2 separate regions of the Hordeum vulgare genome follow, and region 1 is linked to region 2. A link is a contact called in public Hi-C data. All regions are on one chromosome and are shown on one strand. Each heading gives the region's core, a stretch centred on a gene start, on an enhancer-like site or on the middle of the called end of the contact. The rest is flanking DNA. Distances are from core to core; before and after follow the strand shown.

Region 1 (2,700 bases), core at 165-2,664, 150 kb after region 2:
ATTGGCCGCACCAACTGATCAGTACTCCAAAAGGTAAAACTCATAGTACCAACAAATCTTTGTTGTTTCATCAAATCAAAGAAGAAAAAAAAGCAAACAATATCCACAGGTGTGATTGGCTTAAAATGCCGCGGAAAGTTCCGCAGCCACAAAACCTCCAGATGTTTATGAGCTTATCAAGAAGCATGAGTATTTGGTCCACATAATCCTCATTGTTATCCGATCTTCGGTTAAGCTACCTTCAACGTGTGGTGTTGAGACCTCCAGACCCCAGGTGATGAAGGAACTTTCTTTTTCATTATTATTAGGTGTGATCTCTCATAGGTTTGAACTAATTAAAGAACAAAATTTGCAGCGGCATATATATCATCGACCGACCTTAACGGACAAAGGCGAAACCATTAAGTACTTCCTCCGTAAATTAATATAAAAGCATTTAGAATATTATTTTAGTAATCTAATATTTTTATATTAATTTTCAGAGGGAGTAACATGGCTCCATGTGGGTATTGAATTAGAGGATATTGAGTGCAAGCAAAACTGTTGAACCATGATCAGACATCGTGACATAGCCATCCCCGCAATAAAAAGAATGCCGTCCAGAGAAGCACCACCGTCTACAAAATGTATGGCCGCTGTTTTGTTCAGGAGCGGCCGGTTGGAGCGCCCCCCTTTTGGTTGACCAAATGGCCACTCCAACGTAACGTACGTACGCCCCCTGTTGAGCTCACTTACTTGCAGATGCCACTGGTATGAATGATGATGATGGTCATGGCGTCCACATCGTCGGTCGCCGTCGCATTCGTATCGCGTCGGTCGACAAACTTAAATTTGAACGGATCGCCGCCGCGGTGGCTTGAGTTTAGCGCGAAGCCAACACCTGAATTATACTGCATTTTCTTCGTCCTGGATAACTGAATTCAGCCGGCGGTTCTGCAAGTGCCAAACCCTGAAGCTATTGACGACGGGTTTGGTCATCAGAGAGAATCGTTCAAGTCTTGTATCATGCGACTTACTTTTATGTTTCGTGTTCTAGACTGAGTGCGTATGGGTTTGCGCAGACCCTCACGTCTGATCCGCGGATAAAACCCAGTTTAATCTGGCAGATCTGAAGAATCTAGTACTAACCCAGAAAAACGCATCTACCTCGACTGAAACAGTTCATAACTGTGATGGTGGCAAGGCCAAGAAGAGGAGTCTGAGTTGAACTGTATAACTTTGCTTCTACAATAACGTATGGCTATGGCTAGCAGTAGCAGACGCCATGGATTAGGACCTGAGACAAGACGGTTCCTCTTCAGAAGGTGGCACTTGCTCGAAGCAAGGTCGAGAGGTTTCTTTGCCTGAACAGTGCGCGGGTGCGTGGTCCAGCATGAGGTGTTCTGGTCCGGGAACAGTTCTATGGGAGGATTTGTTTCTAGGGTTCGGTCGGTCGACTAAGGCGTTGCTGTCGGGGGGATACACACGGGCGATGTACGCCGATCACATCTTTCCCCCGTGTAATGCTGTCAAGGATTGGAGGTGAAGTGGTGCACACATTTCCTCCGTGGAATCGGAGCCTGACAGACAAGCAAAAGCCGCCTTTTTTCCGTCCCTCTTGGACCTGTCATTCTCGCCGAAAAATGACGGTTGAAACGCTAAAAACTTCCAACGAATGCAGTTAGCGGAGTGGACCGAATCCACCTGCCCTCAAGAGCCGACTGAACACAGTGAAATCTCCCAGCTGCTGTTATTTTGTCGATAAGTAAAATCACATCAGAAGTCGACTGAATACAGTGAAATCTCATCAGTAGACAAGGTTGTTTTCTAAACCTTTTACGGATGGGTCGAGTTCTTTCTTTCCGTAGTGCCACTGTTACAGGATTGCGCAAAATCTCCTAGGTAGTACTCCTACGGAGTCTGATGTGGATGATTAGCAAGCAAAATTGATTTATTTGAGCGCAGGAGACGACATGTCCGGAGGTGTTCCTGTCATGTGTCCTGCCGAGAAAGCCTAAAAACCGTGCCAACCTTTGGGTTTTTGCTGGATGGAGGGCCACACCACACGCGAAAAAGCGAGGGAGGGCGTGCATAAACAGGAGCAACCTAACACGATCTGCAAAACACCAACCCACCTTCAAATCCTCGACCTAATCACAGCCTAAATTAGGCCTCGGACGGCCATTACCGCCAGCCGAGGTTAGCAAGTCCCGCACCTAAAAGTGCAAGTGTCTCTTTGTTTAATACTCCTACTAAGGATGAAGAAGGGCCGAACAAACAACTTGTGCCACTAGCTCTGGTGTACCCTTTCCATTGCAAGCCATGGCGACCCACTCCGATTTTTCGTAATTAACCGGGCAATTATGTTTCTTCTACAGTGAATCACGGAGTTTCGGGGTTTCTAGAAACATATAGGAGCGGCCCAGTCACTGCCCCAGGACCAAGGAGACATGCCATTTTGTGTTGTGGTGTGTGTGTCTGGAAGGGATCAGGGCCAGGATTGTTGGGTTTGAGGGGAAGCTTGTGGAGGTGGTCAAAGTGGGGTTCGTGTTGCATTGCCGTTGAGAGCGAGAGGCATCGTGCATCAGCAACGAGGAGATCATGCTTTGGAGGCGCCGGCACATTGTCACGATGACTTTAATAAAACGGGCTCGATTTTGACATGGCCATCGGCGATGAGCATCTGATCTGATCGGACGTGACGCGGCATGGCTGAGAAAA
Region 2 (2,700 bases), core at 50-2,549:
GCAGCTGCTGCTGCTACAGGAGCAACCGGCCGGACTATGTCATGTGATGCAACGCATGGGAGATGGATGGGACCTCCTCCCGCCGTGCGCTGACAATCGGTCACCCCTCATCACTATCCTATGTCGGCTCCATCATCCATCGGCTGCGTACGTTGCAAGCAGCAACTTATCGACTCGTAACACCGCAAACACACGCTTCCTGGATCTGTATGTATCCCCGCATGTCGTGTGTAGTCTACAGCGATTGTCATCCGTTTATTTCCTGATATAAATGGTGTTCTTCCTTTAACTCATAACGAGGTATCATCAAGATGATAAACACACATCTGGTCTTTGAACGACTAGGATGTGTATAGTCAACATGGGTGCGCGCACACACGCAAAATATCATACTGACAAGGAAAAACATCATACAAAACACACACACACACACAAAGCTGCCACTCATTACGAGCGACTCCGGCGACGACCAACATGACCGCCGCAGCCACCCTTCCCTTCCTCTTGCCCCCCTCGCTGCCGCCAAAGATAGCGGGAGGGCAAGCCCACGAGGCTTTTAAGCATGTTTTTGCGTCGTTACCTTGTCGAGGACATCACTCGGATATGCTCAGACTGACTCTTCGGGCAGAAACATAGAATCAGGTCCTTGTTGGTTAGATTCATCGACGGCGAAGCTTGAGCGTCGCTCCCTTTTTAAAGACGTTGTTGTTGGAAAAATTTGACGTCCTTATGATGTCATAAGATGGTTAGTGTGGATGTGATCATTGTTATAGTTTGCTGATCGAAGATTTGATCACTTCCGTCTTTTTTATTATTTTTACTCGTCAACACATAATTTTGATCTTATATGATTTTGTTATTTATCGACGTGCTTTTTTTCTCTCTTCGATGAGTATTGGTATTGATTATGTGCATCTAGTATGGAGAGGTCAGGTGTGTGGTAACTGTGTTTGTATTCTATTAGGCAAGCTGGACCGATCTAGTCAAGTTTTCGTCAACACTTTCAAAGAGGATCATGTGCGTCATAGCCACTTAGCCCCAGACAGTTGCAGTGGTTGGTCAGTGTAAACGGGGGAACCGGCATCTTCTCCGCCGGGAGGAAAACTCGTCAGCAAGGTTGAATCTCCGTCGCTCTAGCTGAAGAGGGAACATGGTTGTGTCGAGAGAGGTCCCGTCGTCCGGTCCATTCGTCGCACCTGACGTAACGCTTGGGCATGGCGCCGGAGAGGTCCTGGGTCCCTTTTCCTGGGAGCGACGTACGCTTTTATTTTCCTTCGTGCCGACCCGTGAGATGGTACAGAGATCGATCCATCCACCAAACCACCAGGGCAGGACTTGCCGGTGTGTGGATAGATAGACGGTATATATCTAGTGCGTGTTGGCGTTGATTTTGGTCGATGGACAGCGACGCCGCTGTACCCTCGTGAACCCGTAATTCAAACCGGGGTCGTGGCCGTCGCGGCCGTGGTGCAGTGCAGTGCACCCTCACCAAAACACAGGCGCTCGTCGTCGCCTCTGCGGCCAGCCTACGTAGCGTACGTCGGGCAGATCGACTGCACGTCGCAGGCACGCGCACTGTTGGAGATGGACATGGTAGATGGGTCGAGAAAATGCAAGGATCGTGTGGATTAGGCTCGTCAACGTAGAAGAAAAGAATCTCTCCGTGCAATGAACCCCCGGCCCTTTCAGAAGAATTCGGATCATACATAAACATACGTGATCCATCCATCAACGCACTATACATGGTCCATGGTCCAACGACGCACTATACGTGATCCTGCAACAAACTATGTGCATGCATGCATGCATGAAGGAATGATGAACTGATTAATAAGCTACACTGGCTGCACGATGTGGTGAGCCCCAAAGGCCATTCGATCGATGGCATATGCCGGCCGGTCAGCCGGCGCATGTGACCCGACCCCCTATCATCGCAACACGCTAGCTGCCTTGCACGAGATGTGAAGCTAGCTAGGTTTTGCGTCGATCTGGTTCCCGTGGTCGACCACCATCATCATCATTGCCCCATTAACTTCCTTGTATATTTTGCACTTGCAAGCTAGCAGTTAAGCCACGCTGGTGGCCCGGCCGGCCAGCACTGTAGTAGTCTGTAGGGTTGCCTTGCTTGCTCCCTTCGCTCACACCCAACACCCAGCAGCACTTTTCCCCCAAGCTAGAGCTAAGCTAGCTGCTTTGGCTGGGTTAGCAAGGAAGATGCATGAGTAATTGGACAGCAACTGCTGGTACACAACATACTCCTTGCATGTTCTTGACTGGAGTTGATTGGGGTTGGGGGTTGGGGCCCTGCCCCCCTCACTCACCCTTCCATCCTAGGACTAAATTTGTGGTTAGGTGGCGCCATTGGAGTACAAAACTCAACCAACCCCTCCCCTCTTTTGGACTTGATGCGCGTCCTTGGCCGGCCTCACATGCACCATGCAGGCAGCCCACCATTTCGTTTCTGGTAGTACCACCTTGGCGCCTTGCTGCGCCAGATTAATAAACTTTGTTGAGACTTTTCGCTTTTTGGGGTACCACCTGTGTGGTTGTGTTTAGCTTTTAGAAGAAGAAAAGGGTGAGAGGAAACATGAGCAAATCTGAGGCATTGCTTTAGTATCGGTGCAAGTCTTGATTTTTTGGGCGTGGAGTGGAGACATGTGTATATAGGAGTGTAGGCCTAGTTTAGAAACTCTTGTATAT

Evidence for each region. A called contact is a pair of places that touch in the nucleus more often than the background predicts.
Region 1: a Hi-C map of leaf shows a contact between it and region 2, with 4 times the contacts expected there. The contact joins two enhancer-like sites. A contact is called at or near these places in 2 of 6 Hi-C or Micro-C datasets (leaf and seedling).

What each region holds. Positions count from the first base shown.
Region 1 is chr3H:574,809,852-574,812,551 of MorexV3_pseudomolecules_assembly, forward strand. No RefSeq gene overlaps it. Among protein-coding and RNA genes, the nearest start is that of LOC123440711, 44 kb to the left of the region's middle. Within about 2 kb of position 1,415, at least 1 of the 3 cell types and tissues checked has open chromatin away from gene starts, as enhancers often do. A contact at or near this core is called in leaf, where this site is marked.
Region 2 is chr3H:574,655,767-574,658,466 of MorexV3_pseudomolecules_assembly, forward strand. No RefSeq gene overlaps it. Among protein-coding and RNA genes, the nearest start is that of LOC123445246, 110 kb to the right of the region's middle. Within about 2 kb of position 1,300, at least 3 of the 3 cell types and tissues checked have open chromatin away from gene starts, as enhancers often do. A contact at or near this core is called in leaf, where this site is marked.